Regions from separate parts of the Mus musculus genome. Here all the other regions are linked to region 1. Evidence: chromatin contacts called from public HiCAR-type and HiChIP or PLAC-seq data. All regions are on one chromosome and are shown on one strand. Each heading gives the region's core, a stretch centred on a gene start, on an enhancer-like site or on the middle of the called end of the contact. The rest is flanking DNA. Distances are from core to core; before and after follow the strand shown.

Evidence for each region. HiCAR-type assays count read pairs that join an accessible place to other places. HiChIP or PLAC-seq counts read pairs in DNA pulled down with a chosen protein or histone mark.
Region 2: a contact with region 1 is called in an H3K4me3 HiChIP or PLAC-seq map of the 230-238 cell line, with 11 read pairs. The contact joins the enhancer-like site here to the promoter of Mtrf1l in region 1. A contact is called at or near these places in 3 of 39 promoter capture datasets (the C10 cell line and pre-B cells), 3 of 115 datasets of contacts at active chromatin or transcription factors (the 230-238 cell line and pancreatic cancer cells) and 1 of 9 other capture datasets (adipose tissue).
Region 3: a HiCAR-type map of embryonic stem cells shows a contact between it and region 1, with 2.7 times the contacts expected there. The contact joins the enhancer-like site here to the promoter of Mtrf1l in region 1. A contact is called at or near these places in 10 of 39 promoter capture datasets (the C10 cell line, the HPC-7 cell line, HPC-7-derived erythroid cells and 7 more), 9 of 115 datasets of contacts at active chromatin or transcription factors (bone marrow-derived macrophages, embryonic stem cells, epiblast stem cells and 1 more) and 2 of 9 other capture datasets (adipose tissue and liver).

The regions. Positions count from the first base shown.
Region 1 is chr10:5,821,988-5,825,614 of GRCm38.p6, forward strand. It overlaps Mtrf1l (mitochondrial translational release factor 1-like), which reads right to left and starts at 1,956. Exons shown (of 7, transcript NM_175374.3): 1 at 1,539-1,956. The coding sequence starts at 1,776.
Region 2 is chr10:5,525,966-5,529,592 of GRCm38.p6, forward strand. It overlaps a transcript of Syne1 not described here. Among named protein-coding and RNA genes, the nearest start is that of Gm51758, 12 kb to the left of the region's middle. Within about 2 kb of position 1,811, at least 31 of the 459 cell types and tissues checked have an H3K27ac peak or open chromatin away from gene starts, as enhancers often do. A contact at or near this core is called in the 230-238 cell line, where this site is marked.
Region 3 is chr10:5,559,065-5,562,691 of GRCm38.p6, forward strand. No RefSeq gene overlaps it. Among named protein-coding and RNA genes, the nearest start is that of Myct1, 33 kb to the right of the region's middle. Within about 2 kb of position 1,662, at least 7 of the 459 cell types and tissues checked have an H3K27ac peak or open chromatin away from gene starts, as enhancers often do. A contact at or near this core is called in embryonic stem cells, where this site is marked.

The sequences.
Region 1 (3,627 bases), core at 706-3,205:
GTGTGTGTGTGTGTGTGTGTGTGTGTATGCTTGGTCCATAGTAAGTGGAACTTTTGGGAGGTGTGGCCTTGGAAGAAGTAGGTCTCGGTGGGGGTGGTGGGCTTTGAGGTCTCAGATACTAAAACTATGCCCATGTGACACTCAGTCTCCTTCTGCTGCCTGTGAATCAGCTCCGTCTCCAGCACTGAGTCTGATGCATGCTGCCATGCTTCGCTTCTCCCCTTGAGGAGAATGGACTAAACCTCGGAATGTTTTCCTTGCTAACACAATGTTTCTCTTCTGTCACCATCTCCCATACCTATTCTACACTTCCACCATACAGGACTTCTCAAGCTGTACCTTCATCCATGTTGGTCACTTCTGCCTCCTAGCCCTTTCTCCGATCCCACCTAACCACCTCTTCCTTGACTTTAGCGATCCATTGTAAAGCTACTTTCTGCTTTTCAGCACTGCTTTTTATATTGAAATTAAAAGTCCTTACTCCTTATCTGTTTCCATTTTCGTGCATATGAGAGTACTCAAGCTTGCAGATGTGTGAGCACTCGTGAACGTGGAGCCAAGAGGTTGATCTCAGTAACCAACCTCAATCCCTCTTCCCACTTTCTTCGAGGCAGGGTCTCTGAATCAAGCCTTAAGTTCCCAAGTGTGTTCTACTCGGCAGACGTCTCTGGAGGCTTTAGGAACGCAGACACTTTGGAATCTCGAGGGAAACATGAATTTCCAGGTCTCGAGTTCTAACCATACAGTGCATCGCTCCTCTTGCACTGCAGTGTGCCAATGCCATACACTCACCTGCGGCTTTAGTTCCTCTGCTGGGACTAGCGAGTCTTTCCTGTGCAGCTGAGCTGCCAGTGTGAGACCCCAACTTACAGAGCATTTCTCCCTGGAAGGTAAAGAAAGCCCCTGGACGTTCCCCAAGCTTGCTTTCCCTGATCTCTAAAAATACAGCCAGAAAGAAGCTCTTTGTTCTCTATAGCCAGCAAAAAGCCTTTTTGTTTCTATACTTTACAACCAGAGATGCCTGCCTTCCTGTGCTGAGGACACGGAGATAAAAATTCAGAAAGAACTCACTACCCACTCCTGCCTTGTAAATTTCACCAAGGACACAGAAAAGAGAAGAACTCTCTTCCCAACTCCTCCCAACTCTTCCCAACTCTCCTCCCAACTCCTCCCAATTCCTCAGCTAGCTGTTAAAAGCCCCCTACTGCCACTGCTTGGGGTCGAACTCCCCTGCCCGGCACCGTCCTCAGCTAGCTGATAATAAAACCTCTTGCAGTTTGCATCAGGTGTGGTTTTCTCTCGGGTCACTGGGGTGCTGGCCAGCTCATCCCGGGACTTGAGCGGAGGCCTAGCTTCGGGGGTCTTACACCAGGAGGGGAGAGGAAGCAACCGAGAACCTTAGTGACTTCAGAGGACTAACTTGGCAGAGCACCTTGTCCAGGGACTGCTCTAGAGAGCCCAATGGAGGATTGTCAGAACCCTAGTGACAAGATCTGGAACGCAGATGGCTTCCGAACCCACTAGAGCGGGTGGCTTACCGTGCAGCAATGACTCCGTGTCCCGCAGCTCCCGCTCCTTCTCGCTCAGCAGTCGGGCGGCCGCGGCCAGCTGGGGGTACCCAGCGTCCAGACCACCGGCCTCCGAGCCCACGCGGCGCTCCAGGAAGGCCCGCAGGGGCCCGCCGCGGGCGAGGAGCTCCTCGGAAGGCGGCGGCGTGCGGCTGAAGGCGCGGCGGGCCCACAGGCGCCGGGCACCGCTCAGAAACCCGCTCCGCATCCTGGCTGGGCCGCCCACCTAGCAGAAAATATACAAACACTCTAGGAAGGTCTCCGATCCAGAAATGTTCTGCCGGAAATGTTACGAGAACTTCCGGCAAAGCGTAGTACAGCCTGGAGGTCCTCTAAAGTCAAAAGGCAAGCGGGCAGGGAGGTCTGGACGCGTTTGCCCCGCCTCCAACCCGAGCGCCGAAGTCTCCGCCCTACCCCAGGGGAGGGGCTCCGGATTCTCAGCTCCTCCTCCAAATGGGACAGGTCTGGGGCCTCAGCCCGCCCCCCTCAGGGCGGAGCTCCACCGTCTCAGCCCCGCCTCCACGGGGGCGTGGAAACCACCCACGCCTGACTCCCACTTCTAGTGGGCGAGCTCTGCTGCCTAGGCGTGACCTTGAGATAGCGAGTGCCTCCAATGCCTCAGCCCCGCCTTGAGACAGAACTTCACCTCCTCAGACCGGCCTCTAGGGAAGAGCTCCAATGCCTCAGCTCCGCTTCCTCGGCCCCGCCCTCCAAAGGAAACTCCAAAAGCGCGGCTCCGCCTCCTCAGCCCTGTTCTCTAGGGAAGGAGCTTTAACGCCTCAGTCCCGCCTTCTCGGGTCGGCTCCTGGAGGAAGCGCTTCCTCCGCCTCGTCTCTCAGGGTGGAGCTCCACCTAGTTCCGCCTACAGGCTGAACTCAGAAGCCTCACCTCCAGACCAACTCTGAAGCCTCGACTCCGCCCTCAGGCCGAGTTTGGCTGCTCCCCAAGACCTGTTCCCCAGCGAGCCAGGCTGGAGTGAACAGCAGGTGTCTGCAGTCTGAAGGTGAAGGTTTGCTTCTCAAGGCTGTGAGACTTAAGGATAGTCAAGCGACCAGCAGGCACAGAGTCCACAGCCACAGAAGTCATCTATCTCCAGTCTCTAAGGCTTAATTATAGGGTGGTCATCTGACATAGGTTCCTTTCAAGGACAGGCATATCCTACTAAACCTCCCAGGGACGCTACAAAATCTGTTTTCCTATCGTCACCCACCACACCAAGCACTAGGTTTCTCCGTTTCCTGCCTCACATTCTGATTCACTCAATCCGACTCTCCATTGCTCTCTCACTTTCTTGCTGTTGCTCCCTCCTCCTCCATATCCAAGTTAAAACTAACAAACTACAACACAATGAAGCATTTTAAAACTTTCCTCATTCTGCTCTGAAGTTGTAACTCTCGGGGAGTACTTGCTTACCTTGCTCAAGGCTGTCTGCAGCCCTGCAATTAAAAAAAGAAAGAGAGAAAAATCAAAGGCCTCCCTCTAGTGGACATCCACCCTCCTGACTACTAACTTATGTATTTGCAATTCAAAAGACTTAACCACTGCCTACCAGAGAAGTGGGTAACAGGATGTGAATAAACCAGACAAGCCACTCCTGAGGATGCAGAATTTGAAGCTTAGTCTACTTGCGAATTCTACTGGATTACTAGCTGTTTTTTGGACCATGGTGGTTCACTGCTGATCAAACTGTTCTCTGTTTAGAATCAAATGGGTACTCTTACCATTAACACTAATCAAAATTACTAATTTCAAGATTATATAAAATGAATTTTGCATCCTATCTAATCAATCCTTAGCATCACATACAAGGGCACTGGCATGAAGAAATGAAGCGGCTCTTCAAGTGATAGCAAGGAGCTCCAGCGCCTCAAATGTCCCTTCCCTTTTGGCACCCAGGTGACACGATATGCAAATGTTTAGCTATAAGATAGAGGTTGAGACCCGTTTTGTTTTGATTCTGACCCGAGTATAGAAAAGAATTGTGGTGTGTTTTCTATCTCTACCAGGAAAAGTTATTTCTAACCCTAAACTCATTTTGAAATAAATGGTGAGGTACTTT
Region 2 (3,627 bases), core at 561-3,060, 300 kb before region 1:
ACATCAGAATTGGACAAAACAAACAGAAGGAAAAACCCCAAGAGAAGGTACAAGAGACAGAGACCCACTCGTTGGTACACACTGGACCCATCAAGACACTAGACTTGAAGCCATAATACATATACAAAGAACCTTAAGGGTAAAACGAAAGTAGAATATATATGTATATTATATATATATTCCACTATTATATATTTTATTAATATAAAATATGATTTTATATATAAACATATGATAAAACATTTTTTGTTTTGTTTTGTTTTTCGAGACAGGGTTTCTCTGTATAGCCCTGGCTGTCCTGGAACTCACTTTGTAGACCAGGCTGGCCTCAAACTCAGAAATCCGCCTGCCTCTGCCTCCTGAGTGCTGGGATTAATGGCATGCACCACCATGCCCGGCTATGATAAATATTTTTAAAGAAGAAAAACTGGAAGAGCCCTCTCATTATGAGACAAGGGATCTCTAAAAATGCCATAGTGTTTACTTTCTGTTGGCCATCTACTGCTGAGCATGTGGCCTATCATGAAGAGTAGTTTGTTTCCCCAGTAAGACTTTCTTGGAAGAAACTAAATTTTCATTTGCAAGTGGTTATCAATCAGAAATTGCTTCTGGATTAGGGATAAAGGCATCTGTCTATTTCTGTTTTCAGCTCTGGGGCCCCATCTGGTCTAGACTGAACCAGTAGGCCCTGTGCCTGCTGCCTCAGTCTCTATGAGTTCACATATGCATAGATCCTGTTGACTCTTCCCATATATTACGTTGTCTTATTGCTGAAGGGTTAAAGTTGGATAATTTGGGGAGACAGATCACCTTCCAAATCTCAGATGACACCCCAGATACGTGGAAACAAGAATAATACCATTGCTTTGCCATTGTCTGTAGTGAGGAAGTCTTGCTCAGCAAATGAGGACAGGGTATGTGCTAATGATGCACTTCAAGATAGGTAAAGCCATTCCTGCTGAAAGTAGGAATCTCGGTAGAAACTCACCAGAGAGTTACCTGCCTACAGTATAAAGAAGATGAGCTTTTGATGCCTGTTTCTAGAGAATAGCAGTTGAGAGTGGTGACAGGGGTCAGTCCCATGAAGAGAAAAAAATATAGGTAGATAGAATCCCAATTTCATTAAAGAAATTGAAGCTCGCTGATCTGGATTTCGACCTTAAGCATGAGATGAGTGCACTTTATAGATAACGGAGGGAAAGGGGACTGACAACAAGACTGGGGCTGATGATGAGAAATAATGTTGAGACATGTGATTAAAAAACAAATTCTCAAAAAAGTATAAAAATATATTTCTTAAAGAAAAATTTAAATCAGAAAGAAAATATGTTAAAAGATGGCCAGGTTTGTTTATCATAGTGAACACAGTTGAAATCAAAACAAAAGGATTACATTATAAGATGGAATGCTATTCAATATTCAGTTACTTAATGATAATATAAATTTATATTTATGGATGCATGAAGTTGTGTATAAGTGTAGCTTTCTACAAATGCCCAGACTATAAAGTAGGATTCATACCATAAATTAATTTTACATATAAACATTAGAGACAATATTCAACAAAATATATTCACCTGTCTTTGCATCTAGCCATGTTGTGGTGGGGATGGGAGATTTATCACTTTTTTATGTTATTATTTTCTATGTTGATTAGATCTTAAGAAAATTGAGTTAGAAGAAATGCTTGTGTGTTTTTTAATGGATTCATTTTCTCTCTTAAATCATAAAGGACAGCAAAGTGGCATTGCAGAGTACTGGTTGTCCTTGAAGCAGAGGGTGTGGCTATGTTCCGCACCAATAATCTGACCCACATTAGGAGCTATTTTGGATAACAGGAAATAGTTATATTTATCAAACATCTAAAGGCTCACATCAGTGAGTGGCCGGTTACAAAGTGGCTTTGTTGATAATCACATTCAGGTTCTTTAGTAGCTACTTAGGCTCGGTCAGTGTTTCCACTCAGAAGCTCTGGTTTCGAGAATCAACAGCTAAGCCACTTAAAGCCAATTTCTCATTAAAACTCTGAAGATAGCCTCCCAGGAAGGAAGAAAGCCACCTATAAACTGTGAAACATAGAAACAATTTTACTTTTCTGAGTACAGATTCTCAAATTTATTTTCATAGCTATGATTAAGGGTTGACACTTTCATAAGCTATAAAGGATCATTCCCCTCAAACATATATGTATAATATATATAAAATAATATAATGTATAATAATATTTATTACTGTACTATCTTGTTTGAAATTGAATGAGCAAGGCATGCTATTTAGTAGCTCACATCTTCCCAAGTCAAAAGGTAGATATTATAAGTCATGCTTACTAATTGTTATTCTCAAAGACTGTACACATGGACTAAAAGCCAGCGTTCCCCTGCATAATAAAGACTAGGCTAACATTACAAATCTGTAGTATAAATATCTCACTGTTGTGCCACAGGGAAGGAAGTGAGCAGCCTTCCTCCTCCACACTCACAGTCTATGGCTTGGCAGGGCTTGGGGGGAACAAGCCAGCTTGGTGCCTTCAACCCTGTGGCCATCTGCTGTGTAACAGAGAAGCAGCTCATTGGCAGTTCTGTCAGACTGTGGCCTAGTTCCTAAAACCTGGCATGAGAGTTAAAATAGGAAGAGCCAGGACCTACACAGGAGATCAGCCCAGCATAGGATAAACATTGAACCCACAAGGACCTTGGACCAGCTTCATGAAGTCCTCTGAAGCTGCATATAACTCCTTTGGGGGAGACTTCTCAAAAGCAAAATTGTGGATGCAATCTCCCCAGTAGCTAAGGTCCTGAGGGGCCAGGACACAGCTAACAGTGTCAGAGTTAGAGCCCCAGCGTTGGACGGTATCACAAACATTGTGGCTTCTCCTTATGTGCCGTAAAGCAGGGAAACTGTTAGACACCCTCACATAGCTGCATTTTGTAAGCCAAGATCACACAGGCAGAAAGAAATTAATCAGACACAGAGCAAAGCTTTCCAGGGGAGAGGTGCTTGCTAAACTCTAGGCAATGTTAATAACTAGTTCAAGGGGCAAAGAGAATCAATAGCTTTAAAGAAACTTCTCATTTTGCACAGACCTACTGAAGGCTGTAATTATAAACTGATATACATTCAAGATTTGAGCTCTTCGTTCTCTGCCTCATAATCTTTTTTAAAAAGATTTGTTTGTTTGTTTGTTTGTTTGTTTGTTTAAGTACACTGTAGTTGTCTTTAGACATACCAGAAGAGGGCATCAGATCTCATTACAGATGGTTGTGATCCACGATGTGGTTGCTGGGAATCGAACTCAGGACCTCTGGAGGAGCAGTCAGTGCTCTCAATCACTGAGTTCTCTGTCTCATAATCTTGACCTGTCTCAACCTCTACCTCTATTTTACTTCTGGTAACTTTTAAGGGCACGCAGTAAAGAAGATGAGCTGGCTAATCTCAGTTAGTGTTCAGGAGGCTGGAGAGATGGGTCAATAGATAAAGACACTTCCTCCAAGGCTGGCCACCAGAGTTCAGTCCCCAGGATCCATGGGGTGGGGAGAGAGAAGTGACCCCTGAAAGTTGTCCTCTAACTTCAACATGTATGCTTTAGTATATGCTTTTGCGCGTGCACACACACACACACACACAATG
Region 3 (3,627 bases), core at 412-2,911, 260 kb before region 1:
CCTGCTCTTACCACCTGCTGTCATGGACTCTCTCACTGTAATTATAAGATCAAATAAACTCTTCCTTCTGGAAGTTGCTTCTGGTCATGTTGTTTTATCAGAAAAATAACTAACATAGCCTCCATCTTTAGAAGCTCACATGTCCTTAATTATCCCTTCAAAGACTCTGACACCAAGTACAGACGTTTTAGGGTTAGAGCTTCACATGCAAGCCAGGAAGGAGGCATTGTTCAGTCCAAAAGGGAGGGATGCAAAGATATCCTTGAGTTCCTCGATGAGAGACAATGAGTGCTGAAATAAGCTGATGGCAGTCGAAAGGCAAAGGAGGTGATCAATTGTAGACAGCATTTCACAGGCAAAAGCTGCAGCCACTGAGGCAGCAGGGCCAAACCTCCAATGCTGAGTCTGGGGAACAAAGAAAATAACTCTGTGTTAAGGAAAAGATGGGGCTATGTTCACGTGTATTTCTGCATTTTCGCTCCACCCCTCTCTGTTTTTGTTTCTTCTATTTTCTCCAAACTGCTAAGTTAGCAGAACATCTGATCTTCATGCCTTCCTTAAGACAATCCCTGGAAACAAATTTCCCTGTCACCCTGGTGACCCTCTGCTGTCCCTTCTGCCACTTTCTGCACAGCCACCACAGTTGTTCTTTATCTGCTTACCGGTTCCTCTGGATTTTTTGGTTAATTTTCCTCCTTCCAGTATCTGCTGTCCTGTCTTACTCTGTCTGTATTGTCCTTAGGAATGCTTAGGTCTGGGACAACAGGGAAAAGCATTTACTACCAAACCTGATGAATTACATTTGCTCTGTGGGGCCCACAAGATACAAATAAAGAACTGATTCCAACAGTTTGTCCTCTAACCTTCATGTAGATACCCACAGAAATACACACACACACACACACACACAGAGAGAGAGAGAGAGAGAGAGAGAGAGAGAGTGACAGAGACAGACAGATAGAAACAGATAGAGACAAACAGATACATAAACACACACATGCACAGACATACACCTACACAGACACACATATCACATGCACATATATACATATGTTTTAAGAATCCTTATGTCTAACATTTTGCTTGAAGATTTAGATAAGAATCATTTTAAGGCAATCTATTTTGTAGGGAAGAAACGCAAAGATTTACAAACTATGCATGCACTGAGCTCTTCGAATGCTTTCTCCCAAGGAGTCATTAAATTATGAGTAAATTGATACAAATTCAAGAATGTGGAATCCACAAGAGTCATTTAAAATATGAATAAATGAATACAAATGCAAGAACGAGGTAATCCACATAAAATGCTGTGATAAAGAGGACTTAAGATACAGTATGAATAGTTGTTATGATGTAGATTATGATTTAAGATGTATAATTTGAGGGTCTTTGTCCAAATCTGAGATGTTTTCACAAAAGCAACACTTTCTACACAGCACTTCTGAATTATCAAAAAATTTTGATATGTTTTTCCCCCCCCCGAAGTCAGCATCCCATGTTCTAAGTCTCCTGAGCTGGAATGAGGTTTAAAACCTACACTATGGGTGAAGTCTACCAGCAGTTCAGACACAAAGCTACTTGGAGACTGGATACAAAGAATACTGTATACACTGTAGCCAACACCCTGAGGTGAAGGTTGGTCATAGGACTTGTCCTCCAGCAACTTCAGTCATATGTTAATTTCTCTTTCAAGCAGCAGAGGAGAGCGTCTGTTGACCTTGCCTACAGAGTTGATGAAACAGAGCAATATCAGGACATTTGGGAAAGAAACAACATATCCACCGTGAAATTTCTCACACCCCTCCTCCCCAGTACACAAACCAAACTAAAGCAGACGAGACAAAACAGCAACCAAAAAGAGCTGTGGGGTGTGAGTACAAATGGCTTTTGCTTAGATTTTGAACACCATGGTCCCAGTAGACATAAAGAAAAAAAATTTTTGTTTCCTATTATTTGACAGACACTGAAATAAATACTCGCCTGTTGTCTGTGTCTTGATCTATTCATTGCTGACTCTACCTGCCCTTGGGGGTTGGAGATGAGCTGGGGCGGAATCAACAACATAGACTCTGGGAGCAGGTGAAAAATGCCCAAGCAAGCTCATCTGAACACTGCTGCAAGCTCCTTTGATACCCTCAAGCCATGCCCACGGATCCCCAGAAAGTATCTCTTCTAAACAGCAGTTCCCGATTAGCCTGCATTGTTTGCATCAGCAATCCTTGGTCTCTCAGTCAGTCTTCAATTAGGTCCTCTTGCAGGAGATGCCTTTATGACTGAGTGGCCCCAGGCGTTTACTTATAGGTGGCTGCTGCCTGTCCTCCTCAACTCGTCCTCAAATTCATCTCCAGCAGCAGAGGCTCACTGGCACTCCACAAGAGGTTTATGGGTAGATACTCCTAGCAATATTAGAAATAATTTCACTTATTTGTTACATGCAAGCCAACCTACTAAAACTGGCAAAACATAAGCATGGTGTATAGATGGATATTGTGCACTGATTTACAAAAAAAAAAAAAAAAACAAAAAACAAAAAACAAAAAAACTTCAAGCATTCACAGAGAATAAACCACATAATTACCATTAACCCAGTTAAAATTGTCTAATTAACTATAATCCACAACTACAATACTGTATTCTCTTTGTGGGCATGTTTGTGTAAGTACATGCTAATGTGTGTGTTTGTGTGTTCATGTGTGCATATGTATGTGCACACATGCAGAAGCCAGAGGACAATGTGGGCAGTCTTTCTTTTTTGTTTTCTCCCATATTTTTGAGACAGTCTCTCACTGAAGGAGGAGCTTATGGTTTCAGCTAGGCTGATTGGTCAATGGGCTCCCCTCCTGCCTCTGATTTCCCAGTTGTGGGATAATAGACCTGTACTGCCACACCTAGCTTTCAAGTGGATGCTGAAGATCCAAACTGAGAGGTCCTCACGATCGCCCAACAAACCCTTTACTGAGAGTCTTTCTCCTCAGGCCTCGTGCTTTTTCCTCTTCAATGTGTAGCTCATTGCCCTCATCACCTTACGGTTTCCTAGTAAAAACTGTATTTTCTACTTAATTTCTATTTGTTCTTTCAATAAAAACAAAAGTAAAACAAATATGTGGAACAGTGGTGAAAAGTTAAATAGAAGATAAAATCATCTTAGGCAGCAATACAGTAACACTAATCCTTAAAGAAGCTTAATTTTAAAAATTATTTCTCTTTACCTCATTTTTTTTTTTTTTTACCTTAGAGTAAAAAGAAAATTAGACTCTTCGGCTATTGATTTTTTGTCTCTTCCAGCGCTCCTAGGTTATTTTTATTTTGAATTGTATATTTTCAAAATATTTACCAAAATGTACACTAATTTTTTTTAAATCAAATGATTATAGACTTGTGGTATGGGAAAGAATAATCCTTCATCCTTACTTCTCCTGATTCTTCTTCTCTTGGGGTATAATATCTGAAAAAAAATAGCGGTGTTTAATTTATATTTACCTTCCTCTCTGTAAACAAGCTCATGTTCATTCTTGAAGTTTAGAAACATTTATCTATGTGCTTTGCCTGTGTGCATGTTTGTGTATCATATGCATGCCAGTGGGAGGCCAGAATAGGGTATTGGGTGTCCCAGAACTCAAGTTACAT